Regions from separate parts of the Muntiacus reevesi genome. Here regions 1 and 2 are each linked to region 3. The links are chromatin contacts, called in public Hi-C maps. All regions are on one chromosome and are shown on one strand. Each heading gives the region's core, a stretch centred on a gene start, on an enhancer-like site or on the middle of the called end of the contact. The rest is flanking DNA. Distances are from core to core; before and after follow the strand shown.

Region 1 (4,619 bases), core at 41-2,540, 370 kb before region 3:
AGAAAACGAAGTACAGGGGCTGCTTTAAAGAGACTTTAAAGCAGAAATCAGGTCCCGGAAAATTCCCGAGAGTGTGCCCCCAGTGAATTAAGACACGCTAACTCTCGTGAGCCGCGATGGGAACAGAGGCATTCTGCAAAGGGGCAATAGGGTGGAGTTGAGTAAAATGGAGCACTACACACAGGGACGGCTTTCCCCTGACTCCCACCTTCTTCCCGGGTCCCAAACTCTGGGCTTTTACAACGGGGCGAACTCAGAAGAGCTGAGGGACCTCGCACAAGCCCTCACGACCTCTCGCCTTCCCAGTAAAAAGAACTGAAGGGCAGAGATAGAGGGCCCAAGAGAAGCGGCGAACAGGAAGTGTCCATATTGCAGAGCAGAAACACTAACTCCCACCCCGAGACAGCACCCTCGGCGGACCCCCGGGCGCCCGCTGGAGGAAGGGCCAGAGCGTGCCGAGGTCGATCACCCCCACATCCGGGACCCAGCCCTGCCCACCCCAACGCTCGGCCGCCCGGCTGCTCAGAGTTCACTGCCGGCCGCGCCCGGCGCCTCCCCGGGCTCTACTTGGCCCGGCCCAGTCAGTCCGTCCGGGACCGGACGAGAACTCCACGCCCGGCACGTCTCGCTGCACTTCAAGCTGGGGGAGGGGGTTCCGGCAATGACTCCCGACGGGCTTGGGGCGCTTCCCTCAACAGTAGATTCACCCCGAGTCGAGCCCTAAGAGTCCTCGAGGCCACCTCCAAGCCTTTCCGAAGCGCCAGCAACACTAGCCCCGGTTTCCGCCGTGGACACCCGCTCCCGGGCCGTCATTACACCCCTCAAGAAAAACTCCTAACTCCTCACCGGGCCGCACTATCCTCAGTTCGCCGCCCCCCGGGAGCCCACAAACCACCCAAGCCACGCGCAAGGGAAGACTCCCCTGGCGGTGCCAGTTCATCACGGGACAAAAATGTCCGGGCGCGTCACGGGACAGCCGCCTCCGCGCCCCACGCCCGGCGCCTGCCGCACGCGCTGTCTCCGAGCCCGGGAGCCGCGGCGCGGCTCGGGGCGGGGAGCACGGACGCCGGGCGGCGCCGGCTGGGGAAGGCGCCGCTCCGCTCGGGACTCACCGTCAGCTCGGCCGCCGCAGCGGAGGGGCGAGGGATGGGTAGGGGAAGACACAATATGGCAGAGCACCACAGCTGCTCTCGGCCGCTTCCAGTAGCCGCCTCCGGGAAGACGCGGCCACGAGCAGGCAGCGGCAGCTGCGGTGGCGGCCGCAGCAGTACCACATCCCCCTCCCGTTTGCTTCCTCCCCTCCCGCCGCCCTCCCCCGCTGCCATGGCAACGAGGCGCCAAGGAGATTAGCCCCGCCTCTCCCTCCAGTCCCCGCCTCCAGCGACTCCTCGGGAGGGGGCTCCGCCAGTCCCTCCCACTCCCCTCCCACCTCCTACCCGAGGCCCAAGCCTGGGAACCGGCAGGCTGCTGAGGCGGCCGGTGGCAGAGGAAGGGATGCGGTGTCCGGAAGGGCGGGGCTCGCACAGAAGGCAGGGCGGTGACGTTGTGAGCCAGTCAGGTTTCGGGTTGTGGAGGGGCTGGGGAAGGCGGGAAAATGGAAAGGCCTCGCCTGTCCGGGAAGGACCTATAGGAGTGAGGCGGGTCGCGGCGCGGCCGCTGAGTGGCCGAGATGGGGAGGGGGCGGGACGCAGCTGGGCGGGGCGAGGGTGGCCGCCAGGCTGGTAAGTCCGAGAAGCTAGTGCTGCGACTGCAGCGGCCGCCCTCGGTAACCCGAACTCTGTGTTTCCTCAGGAGCTTTCCGCCATTGGCCAGGCTTTAATTGAAAGAGCTTTAGAAACGGTAAAGCACTAATAGAAATTTACAGTAGTATCACCCTCGCTTGACTGAAAGTTTATGTGGAAACTGAGCTCAAAATGTCTGAGATTTTTTTTTTAGAAAAAGGGCTTGGAAATCAGACCCAAAATTTAATAAGGAGCTCCAGAACGCGCTCTAAGTGCTATGGGCTGGGCTAAATTCTTTACACGGTTACATTGTTGTAACCGTAATGCTAAAATAGTATTGCCAGGTAAAATTCAGCTGTGTCTAGTTAAAGCCGAATTTCAGCATAAGAATGTTCCATTTGAGAAATACTTCCTTGTTTGTTTTGTTTTTGTATGAAATCTGCCAATCTTCTCCTAACTCCTGTTAATTCCCACTTTACAGTTAAGGAAACTGAGGCATAGAAAAATAACCTGTCAAAATGGGAAACTGACACAAGGCTCCATTTTACCGTTACCACTTCGATCCTTATAATTAAAATTATGAATTCCTATACTACATCTTCAAAAACTAGAGTAGCAATACCTACCTCACAAATGTGTTGAATGGATTTTTTAAGAAAGGGTATATGAAATAGACGTGGACGGTAACTGAGGCACAGTAGGTGCTAACTGAAGTTCATTTCCTTCCTGAACAATGAACAGTATATGAGCCAGGTTCTAAGTATAAAGTGGGCAGAATATGAAACAAGCTGCCTGCTGACAATAAAACAAGCCAAGCTGTGGGGATGATAGAGATACAGAAGAATTATAGGAATCACCATATATTGTAACAAAAATGGAAATGTTCCCCTCATTCCACAGATGAAAACACTGTTTATATGATTTGTTCAGTCATCTACTAGTTCCACTTGCTTTTCATTACACTGTTCTGGAGGGCCTCATAGCTGCATTCAGAGTTAGAAGACCACAAAGCAAATATACAACATGCTTCAGTTGAAGTAAGAGTTGCTTTGGTTTCTCCCTTCAGTGCAATCACTGTTGCTCCCTCAAGTGGGCAATTTCAAGGAAGTTTTAGAGGAAAAGTGTAGCAGAAAGGAAAGAGAGGTAAGCAGGAAGTTTGAGAGAAGATGGCTTCTGGGAAATGACAATCTTCTCAGACCTCAGTCTTGTTTTAGCTCTGCTGGTCATTGTCATGGTGGCCACTGACATAGGTCTTCATCTCCCTACAGATTATTGTACTACTGTTTTACTTGAAACATGAAACTTTAGTTTCTCTTTTTCCTTCTAATCTATTTTAAACCCAGATGACCAAACAATCCTCAACTCCAGAAGAATTACAGAATGAGAACTGTAAGTTATATATACTTTAGAGATATTTCATCTAGGAGCTCAATCTATCATAGATGGGAAAACAAATCCAGAAAAATGATGTAACTTGTCAGTGGTCAAATAATCAATCTACTGCATCTACATTCAGTAAGTTTTCTCTGCTTGTCCTCTCTACTGATTGATTCACCCCAGAGAGGCTGGCACATTTAAATAATCTCTGTGGGTGAGGCTCATATCTCTTAGGAAATCTATCACACTTAGTTCAGAGTCCAGGGACACTTGTATACTTAGCGGCTATTTTAGAGGACTTTGAACACCTACCAAGGAAAATCTCTGATTAAAAATAACCATGATTCAGAGTGAGTAGCTTTTCCCCAAGAGCTTACAAGAGTAAAAAGGCTAAGAAACCAGAGCCTAACTCTTTAGGAAAAAGAGAATCCTGGTATTTAATATCTTCTGGGTGGTGCAGTGGTAACAGGAGACACAGTCTTGATCCTACAGTCGGGAAGATCCCCTGGAGAAGAAAATGGCAAGCCTTTCCAGTATTCTTGCCTGGAAAATTCCATGGACAGAGGAGCCTGGTGGGCTACAGTCCATGGGGTTGCAAAGAGTTGGACACAACCGAGCAACTAAGCACACAGCACACACAAAGCTTGTATTCTTCTTTCTCCAAAATATTTTACAGGAACATTGTCATTAATAAACTTTACTGAAGACAAATTTTAAAAGTATATTGTTTAAAATGTCCTCATGTTTAGGTTAAAAAGTGACAGTGATCTCAGGTGGCCTCAGCCTGCAGCAGCTTGAAGCAGGATTTCAGTTGCCAGCCAGAGTTTGAGGTCAGACAGTGTCAGGGAAAATGCTGAATCCTAGCCACTAGACCACGAGGGACCAGTTTACAATGACAAGCTGTGTAGAAATGAATTTCCACATAGAGATGGAAAGTAGTGAAGCAAGAAAAGTATTTATTAGGAGAAAAGAGAATACAGTATGTTTGGATAGACACGTGGGTGGGCTCAGAGAGAGTCGCACTCTTCTGGTAGTTTGACTCACTTCTATGGGGCGTACCTTCCAGGTTTCCTTTGACCAATTTTCTTGCTTTGCCTGGTTCTGAGTCTGTATTTGGTATATATCAAGATCCTCCCTGTGTGCATACATACATCTCTAAGTCAAGATGTATTCTAGTGAAGAGGCCCATGAGTAGTTGATGTTACTTGCTATGAGGTGACACCCTCTCCCATTTTGACTTCCAAGGAGTGTTTCTGCACATGTGTAGTTAGGGAGGTCCCTTCCTCCATCATCCTGCTATTATGGAATTTCTGTCCACAGAGGAGAAACTGTTCAGTCTGGGGCCCATCTATCTCCTGCCTCAATAGAAACTCAAACATACACATTTATATTTTAAATGCTTCCCTGATAGCTCAGTTGGTAAAGAATCTGCCTGTAGTACAGGACACCCTGGTCTGAGTCCTGGCTTGGGAAAATCCCCTGAAGAAGGGATAGGCTACCCACTCCAGTATTCTTGGACTT
Region 2 (4,949 bases), core at 393-2,892, 460 kb before region 3:
CTCCGGAAAAGGAAATCAATCCCCTTACTTTATACTCATGAAACATTTTCACCCCAAAATAGGAGAGCCAAGTGTGCGAGCTGCCATCCTCTACCCACCACACTTCATCACATGGATTTGTTCTAAATAATTTCTTGCCCTTTCAAACAAAGAAACAAAAAATGCCTTCAAAGGATAAAAACTTGTCATCACTAACATCTTGCCAGAGGCTCTTAGAGACAAATTCAAAGGGAAATGCAGAAGTCTTGCCAATGGTCATACTTAAGACACTCAGTCTGTCCGACTCTTTGCGACCCCTTGGACTATAGTCCGCCAGGCTCCTCTGTCCATAGGGATTCTCCAGGCAAGAACACTGGAGTGGCTTGCCATGCCCTCCTCCAGGGGATCTTCCCAACCCAGGCCTCCCACACTGCAGGCGGATTCTTTACCTTCTGAGCCACTGGGGAAGCCCTTGCCAATAGTAGCGCCACTGGAATAACAGTGCCATAATAATCTCAAAAGGCTTCCATGTGATTGTGAAGACTTAAGTGTGTATGTTTAGGTACAGGTTTTATTTTTCACAAAACAATGCATTTCACCTTGCTGCATATTTGTTATATGAAATTTTTAAAGTGTGTCTTGGTTTCTCCAAAGTAAAAAGGAGTCTAAGCTTCCCCATGCTCCCTTGAATGCCAAGATCATTGAAAACCAAGTTTAATGACTACTGAATCTATTTTCAAAGACGCGAGATTCTGCTTCGAGAACTTCATTAGCATATTCTTGAGGCAGAACCACACTACCCAGAAAAGCAGCAACGCCCTTTTCCAAGAAAAGGGTCCCATCATTTAACAGACGGATGCCATAAATATGACAAAAGGGAAAGGTCACTATTTTGCTTAATTCAACATGTCCTGAGCATCTTCTGGGTGCTCTGCCCCACTCCAGGCGACCCAAGAAAAAGAGAAAAGGACACAGCCCTAGCACTCCAGCTTTCAAAATCATTTTCAGACAACGTCTTTCCAAAGCACTGAATCCATTTGTAACCATCTCTCTCTGGTGAAGTAGCGTACACGCAAGACTCTATTCACACTTCAGATTTAATTGCGGGCGGTCGGGGGGAGGCAGATAAATCTCTTTATCCTCACATCATCCCTGTGGCAAAGGAGAAAGCTTGATCCTTCCCATCGCCGGGCTGGAAAACTGAGGAAGCAGCAGGAAAGCGATGGTCCTCACCTTTCCCTGCCCCTCCCGACCAGCACCAGAGGCGGAAGCCAGGATTTCTGACATCCCTGTCCAAGCCCGCTAGTTCAGTGAGAAGGAAGAATCAAACTCCAGCTCCTTCCCGCAGAAACGCACACTGACCAGACACCGCCCGGCCCCATCTCCTGGGAACTGCAGGTGGAAGCGCGGTAATGGTAGATACAGAAGGCGGAGGAGACAGGAGGGGCGCGCTCGCGTGCCCCCTCCACCGTCTCCCTCTGTCCCGACAAGTCGCTGCCAAGGCAACCCGAGGCCGCAGGACCGGGGACCCCCTACTCCCCGCATACGACGGGTACCTTCGAGTACTCCTGAGCCAGCTTCTGGTACTTCCCCTGCAACTCTGCCGAGGCCATGGCCTCCCCCGCCCTGTCCAGGCCAGACTGCCCAGGCCACTCAGCCCCACCCCCCGCCCCCAACCCCAGACACGCTGCCGGGTATGGCTCCACCAGCTCCTGCCCGCTCTGCCACCGCCGCCGCGCCTCCTCCTCCACTTCCGGGTTCGCCGGGTGAGAGGAAGGAGGAGTGGGGCCAGGGGTGGAGCGACCACCGGGGGCGGGGCGACGTCTGACGTCACCGCCCCGCCCTCCCGCGCCCGAGCACGTACACGCGCAGAATCGCTGGCGCTCCTGGGCTCTGCCTTTAGGACCAGGGAGCGCCATCTTGACTCATGGTCCAAGATGGCGACCCAGAACAGGGAAGGAGAGCATTAAAAGGGGAAGAAAATGATAAGAGCCCACAGAATGGGCGGGGGACGGCGGAGAGGGGCGGTGGTGCGAAGAATCGAGGACCGGAAGAAGAAACATTCTAAGCGCATCAAGAATTCTGGTCGAACACACCGTCCTCCCCTACTGGTTCCCATGGCAACGCCTGTCGTTTGATGGTTCCATCTTTCAGAAGGTGCTCAGAGAGAAAGACCTCTGTATTCCGCTACCTGCTATCCGGATATGGTAGCCCCGGATATGGCCTGCATTGTAAACTCTCCCCAGATTTATAAAGCGCGCTTCTGTCACCCTGTTCTGCTCCAGACAAACCTTCTTTGTCTTATATTTTGACGTTGGGATGTCTTTGTGTCCATTCTCTACCCATTCCACCCGCCCAGCCCTGCCCCCATACTGGCACTGCATCAGAGCGTTTTCTCAGAGAATTGGGTAAAAAGGTTTTAGGAAATTTCAGGGAATGATCCCTGCCACGCATGCAGATAGGGTGGACGTTAACAACGTAACTGGACAATTGAAGCAAATAATAGCCTGCCTGAAATACTTTATGCCGCTTTGCTCATTAAATATGTTTTGAGGACGTTTCACATGTTAGATATTCTAAGCATTGCATTTATTGCAACATTGAAATGTTCATAGAGGAATAAAAAATAAATTTAGGATACTTGTTTGCCATAAATTACAGCACCGCAGTTTAATAAAACTAATAACCTAGATCTGTATATATCTGCATGAATCTGTGTCTATCAACATAACAAAACACTGAAATGTAAAAAGCAAATTGCAGTATACTAGAACATGAAAAGATACATTTGAGGAATATAAAGCAACATTTGTGCTGCTCATGGACACATGAACGTGTACTAAAAATAGAGAAACAAGAACTGGAAGGATACACGTCTAATTCTGGCTTGTGATTGCCTCTAGTGAGAAAACGAAGAAAGGGAAATGAGAAAGAACAAAGAAGCATAAATTTTATTTTTATTTAATTTTTTCAAGTGACTGTGACTGGAAGTTAACATTTATTATCCAGGTAGTAGGGAAAGGGGTGTTAGTTATATTGTTATTTTAGAACGTTTGATATTTTTTCCATGATTAAAAAAATACCTCCTAGTTTTCCTGTTTGACGTTTGACTATGAGTATGCCTGGAATTTTAAAGTGAAAGCATGAGCTGGTATATGCACTTTTCAGCCACTGTAATGTAAGAAAAGGACTACAAACTTTTTAAAATGTTGTTTATACTTTTCAGTTGACTAACAGCCAAGCCCTACTATCCAGCAAACTTGCAGAATTTTAAAAATTATTATTATTAGTTTTCCATGGCACCACCAAGCGGCAGAATTAAATATTGTTAAGTGTATTTCTGTAGTTTTTAATGTAATGGAATTTTCAATTATTTAAAAATAAAATGCCATTGCAGAACTAACAATCCAAAGAAAGAATGTGCTACTGTGGTTAGAGAGCCTATGTACTGACCTGAGAAATTTATATTTCCACTGCTTAATCTAGTTGTTCTGTCTGTTGCAAAAAATTGTTTCCAAATCCCAACTGCTAAATCGAACACATTTCAGAATCTCTTCCTCAAAAGACACCATTAAGTGAGTGAAAAGGCATTTGCAGTATATATATCCAACAAAGGTGTCCCTTATACATATATATAAAGAGCTCTTACAAATCAATAAGAAAAAAGACCAGCAACCATATAGAAAAATGAGCAAGGGACTTCCAACCGGCACTTTACAAAGGAAAATACACAAACGGGCCATTAAACGTGCAAAGGGGTGTTAAGTTTCATTAGTAACCAGGAGGAAGTGAAATGAAAACCACAGTGAAATGCCATAAACACCCACACAAACGGCTAATATTTAAAAGATTGACAAGAGTGAATGAGAATATAAAACAAGAAACTATCATAACATGTTGATAAAGAGAGACTTCCCTAGTGGTGCCATGGTTAGGAATCCACCTGCCAATGCAGGGAACATGGGTTAGCTCCCTGGTCTGGGAAGATCCCACATGCCATGAAGCAACTAATCCCGTGCGGCAACTACTGAAGCCCATGCTCTGGGGCCTGTCAGCTGCAGCTACTGAACCCATGAGCTGCAACTACTGAAGCCTGTGTGCCTTGAGCCTGTGCTGTACAAGATGAGAAGCCACCGCCACGACAAGACTGCCCACCACAACTAGAGAAAGCCCATGTGCAGCAAGGAAGACCCAGCACAGCCAAAAATAAAATTTTAAATGTTGGTAGGAATATAACCAGCAAGAGTCACTTAGGAAAGAGTTTGCTATTATCCACTCACCTGAAAAGATACATATTTCAGGATCCAACAATTCTTCTCTTATATATAGACTCAAAAAATGTGTGCATGTATTCACCAAGAAGATTCATAGCAGTATTATTCATAATAGCCAAAAAAGCTTATCAATGAATAGATAGTTACTAGAAATAACTGTATATTCCTATCAGGAAATATTAAACAGCAATGAAAAAAGCTGAAATACAACTGCAATTAACTACTGGATGAATCTCAAAAAATAATACAGAACAAAAGAAACCAGATTCCCCCCAAAATATACTATAAAGCTTCATTTATATATCATTCAAAAAATGGCAGAACTCAACTATAAGATTTAGGATACATGCCTAAGTATTAAAACTAGAAAGAAAGTTAAGAAAGTGATAGCCATAAAAGTCAGAAAGAAGCTTTATTGTTTTCGTGTGGAAGAGGATGATAACTACCGGAAGAGGCCATGAGATGGGCTTCGGGTAGTACTAGCAATGTTCTATTTATGTGTGATTGTCACACAGGTGTTAACTTTGTGTTAATTCCTCACCAGGTACATTTTTGTTTCGTGCACTTTTTTTGTATGGATGTTACATTTCACAATAACAGAATTTTTAAATTTTTCTGTTAACTCATGTGCTTACCAGTGATGGTTCTCAACTTGTAACCATGATATACTTGTAGGGAGTGGCCTAACTTGGAATT
Region 3 (4,395 bases), core at 1,836-4,335:
TTCCCACATGTTTCAGTGAGAAGATGGAATGGCATCATGAGAATCAATGGACCTGTGGAGGCCTGGGGTCAGGACAGAGGTTGCAGTGTATAAGGCAAATGGTTCAGTGTGGAAGTAGCACAACTTCTCGAAAGGACAGAAGGAGCAGTTTTATCTCTGAGGCTAGCAGTTCTGCTTTCGGATTATACCAGACACTCCACAGTAAAGGACAACACAAGGACTGGCATGCGTGGCTCAGGGTTTTTCCTTGATGCCCTGCTGACCTTCCCATCCCACAGGCTTCTACCAGCCCACCAGTTACTGTGTGAATTAGAAAAAGGCACTATCAAGGCATTTTACTTCCACCTATCAGAAAATTATCATAATATACTGGTTTTGTTAAAATAAGGCATCTTACTGCCACATGCCAGAGAACTATCATTCCAAGTTTATTACAACTTGGAAATCTAGGATATCGAAGATGTGACATTCCATCTATGTACATTTTACACAGAATCCCTCAACTCCCATGTATATCTTCGAATGACAGGGAAATGGGAAATCTGTAAGATTCAACACTTAACTATAAAAGAAAAGGAATAACGTGGGGACTCAAAAAGGATAAGCTACAGAGAATAAACTATGTTTTCTCTGTACATCTGAATTAACTAAATCAACTACCACACCAAAATACAAACTATGCCCCATATTTTGCAATTCATTTTATATTTTGCTATCTCCCATAGCACCTTACATAGCAATGCATACACAGAAGGAAGCAATAAATGCATGCTGGAAAAAAAGTAAATTTTCAGAAAAAATCAGAGTTATGGATCCACTTATAATATGTACAATAGCATGTCATTTTCCTTTTTTCCTGCTACATTTACTTGAACCAAATCTAAAATTTTACCCATTTGTACGTTGCTAACAACCACCATAAACAAACATTTGCAGTTCTTCATTGTAAGCCTCCCTCTTCAATTTTTTTCTCGAGAAGCAAACTTAGATCTAAGTTTCTCCATTGTCAGGACCAAAGAGAGCTCATCCCAAAATGAGAGAATGTTTTAAAATTAAAAACAGTATTATGTAATCCAATGTAAATTCTTATTTAAAGTGAGGGAACCCTGAAAGTTAGAAACGTATTTTGCCCAGAGGCATACATCAAGTCAGACTCAAACACCCTACACAACAGTGGCTCTTACTGTTCCTCTCTCCCCTCCCAAAACATACACTTCCCCGCTCTTACCCCTACTTCTCTTATTGTACTTTGTAACCACTTAGCCATCCATCTCAAACCTAAGACAGCACCTAGTCAAACTGAAATGAGAAAGAAATCACCTGAAGATCGAAAATCAGAGAATCAGGTAAACTGCCAGTTTTACCATTTCCATAAGGTGATAAACAAAAGAGAGCGGAAAGAACCGAGAAAGGATACTTTTTCAATCATCACAACAGCAGCGAGGGAATAAAAACACGTTTTCCCTGGGGAGAGATTATCTTGAGGGGACCAGATACAGACACAAAAGATAATTCCCCTTGGGGCTTTTCTTTCCCTCTGAGTTTGTGAGATCTAAAAAAAAAAAAAAAAAATTAAAACGTTTATCACATAAACAATCACAACCTCAACACATTTACTTCTCCTCTTTTCTCACCTATTATTTCCCCAAACATTATAGAGACCGCGTCTTCAATAAGTAAACTGACCAAAGGTCTATTCCCTATTGATCACAATCTTTTTAAGATACTCCTTTTAGACTACAAGTAGGAACCGACTTCTAACTTCGGTTCCCGAGCTCAAAGCTCGGTAAAGTGGATCTTCAAGGTTTAGCAAATACCCTTAGCTGAACTAAAGGGTACAGAATCTCTAGCGCTCCCTACAGCTCAGAGTTTGAACCTACCTACCACAAAAAAAACCCCAGTTATCAAAGACTGGCTACCTCGCTCTACTTTTCTTTTCCGCTTAAAAAATCGGATGGGGGGGGGGGGGGGCGGCGGGGAGAGGTTGAAACGGCGAACCGAAGGATTAATCACTTCTCCCCATTACATCAGCAGCCCCCGCCCTTTCCTCCGAGCACCTCCTCTCCTAGAATCGTCGCTACGCACTAGCGCTCTCTTCATCCACCCCCCGCTCTATTATATGCCCTGATACCTCCCCATTATCACCCGCCCCACCACACTCCCCATCTCCTCCTTCCCCCACCTCCTTAGCGGGGGAGGGAGGAAACCCGAGAGGAAACAGGGCGTTGAAGGAAGGGACTTGGCGATAAGAGCAGAGGCCCCATTGGCCCGAAGGTTGTATGAGCGCCTCCCATTGGCTCCTTGGCCGGAATCCCCGCCCCTCTTCTTCCCCGCCCATTTGCCCCTTCCCCCGCCGCTCCACGGCCCTCCCCCGCGCCCCTGGCCAGCCCCGCGGCGGGGAGGGACCGACTGGGCGAGTGGTGGCTCCGGCGGTGTCAATGGCTCCTCCTGCCACGGAGCAGCAGCAGAAGCAGCGGCGACGGGGCTGAGGAGGAGGAGGAGGAAAGGCTCCTTTAAGGAGGAGGAACGACGACGCCTCTTTTTCCCCATATCTCCTCCCTTCACACTCATTTCCCCTTCGCCGAGGAGAGAAGGGGGGGAGGAGAGAGAAGAGGCCGAAGAAAGAGAGAAAAAATTCCTCTCAGAAATCTCTTTCAGGGGGTGTGGGGGGGAGGAAGAGGAAAAAAAAAGAGCCGGGCGCCCCCTGCTCCCTCCCTCCCTTCTCTCCCTCTCTTCTCCTCCTTCTCCCTTCCTCACCCTCCCGCCCACTCCCCCCCGCCGCCGGAGACGCCGCTCGGGAGTCGGCGGGACCAGGGTCTGTCTCCTCAGCCGCCGACGCCGCGCTTCGCCTCAGGATCCCCAGGCGGGCGGACGCCCTTTCTTTCTTTCTCTTGCTCTGCCGGTCTTTCTGTCTCCGTCCCTCGCGGCCGCCCCGCCCGGCGGCCTCGGCCTTCCCCGTGCGTCAGGCCCGCCCGCCTGGCCTCGCTCGGTCTCTGTCTGTCTCCGCGGGCCTTTCTCTTGACTCGGGGTCCCGCTCGCCCCTCCGCCCTTACCATCTCCCCTTCCCCTCGCCCCCTCTCCTTCCTCCCCCTTCCCCACCCCCTTCTCCCGCCCCGTAGCTCGCGATCCGTGTGCGTGTGTGTGTGTGTGTCCCTCCGCCAACGCCGCCACCTCAGCCCGGCAAATGAACTCCGTCCGAGCCGCCAACCGGAGACCCAGGCGAGTGTCGCGGCCGCGCCCGGTGCAGCAACAGCAGCAGCAGCCCCCGCAGCAGCCGCCACCGCAGCCGCCCCAGCAGCAGCCGCCGCAGCAGCAGCCTCCGCCGCCGCCGCAGCAGCAGCAACAGCCTCCGCCGCCGCCACCGCCGCCTCCGCCGCTGCCCCAGGAGCGGAACAACGCCGGCGAGCGGGGTAAGGCCGCGCTCCTTCCCCGCCGCCCGCCGGCTCGGGCGCCCGGCCGGCGGGACCCGCGGGGAGGGAGGCCGGGGCGGGCAGGGGCGGCTTGTGCGCCTGGGGGGTGGGAGAAGGGAGGCCGAGCGGAGGCGGGTCCCCCGGTGCCGCAGTGTCAGCTCAGCCCGGGCCCCGGCCGGCAGGAAAAGCCGCGGCTTCCCGACTCGCCTGGGCTCTTAGCTCAGGCCGCGCTTTGTTTGGTTTCGGGGGCTCGGCACCCTCTCCCCTCGACCCATCCCTCTGGTTTTTGAGCTCCCTTACGGACCCCGCTGGAGTCTGTTGGTGGGTGGGGGTAAGGCGAAGGGTGGAATCTCTCCTTTTTCGGCTGCCTTCCACGATTTGGTCTCCTGTTTCTAATGGAAGATGGGGGCGACAACTGGGAGTGATCGGGTGGTTAGGGCTGGCTGGGGAACTTGTTTTTCCCCCTTTTCTCTGTTAGCCTCCCCCTTCCTGTGGAGGAGGGGAGTGGGGGAGTTGGAGTGGTCGGTGGTGTTGGCCGGGGAACTTGTTTCCCCCGCCCTCCCCCCCCCCCCCAAGTCACGGGGTAGGGGGAGCGGCGACTCTTCTCCCAACCTCATAATGTTTGCTGCGCAGTTTGGCTTTAGTTACAGAACCCCTGGGAAGGACCCGTTAAATTAAGACCTTTAAATAAATAAATATAGAATCCATCGGCCATTTCCAGCCCCCTCCCTCGCGTGCGGTGCAGTTACCCTTCCGCTCTATCGACTCCCATCTCGCTTGTCCTCCGCTAGGATACCCCCACGCCACCATGCTGCCCCTCCGTCTCCCAGTGGGATTTGAACGCCCCTTCCTTAGAACTGACCCCTTGTGGGAGAGAGTGCGTGTGTTTGTGCCTGTGTGTGTTGTGTCCAGGGCCTAGTGAAATGTGTCATTTGGACCCAACTGTGTAGCTCTGTCTGGTAACCACCATTGTCTAAGGGCTGAA

The links. A called contact is a pair of places that touch in the nucleus more often than the background predicts.
Region 1: a Hi-C map of muscle shows a contact between it and region 3, with 4 times the contacts expected there. The contact joins the promoter of FOXN2 here to the promoter of FBXO11 in region 3. A contact is called at or near these places in 2 of 3 Hi-C or Micro-C datasets (blood and muscle).
Region 2: a contact with region 3 is called in a Hi-C map of blood, with 5 times the contacts expected there. The contact joins the promoter of PPP1R21 here to the promoter of FBXO11 in region 3. A contact is called at or near these places in 2 of 3 Hi-C or Micro-C datasets (blood and muscle).

The regions. Positions count from the first base shown.
Region 1 is chr3:72,379,109-72,383,727 of mMunRee1.1, forward strand. It overlaps FOXN2 (forkhead box N2), which reads right to left and starts at 1,291. Exons shown (of 6, transcript XM_065929311.1): 1 at 1,113-1,291.
Region 2 is chr3:72,287,058-72,292,006 of mMunRee1.1, forward strand. It overlaps PPP1R21 (protein phosphatase 1 regulatory subunit 21), which reads right to left and starts at 1,643. Exons shown (of 22, transcript XM_065929303.1): 1 at 1,536-1,643. The coding sequence starts at 1,592.
Region 3 is chr3:72,742,739-72,747,133 of mMunRee1.1, forward strand. FBXO11 (F-box protein 11) reads left to right here and starts at 3,086. Exons shown (of 23, transcript XM_065929315.1): 1 at 3,086-3,410. The coding sequence starts at 3,185.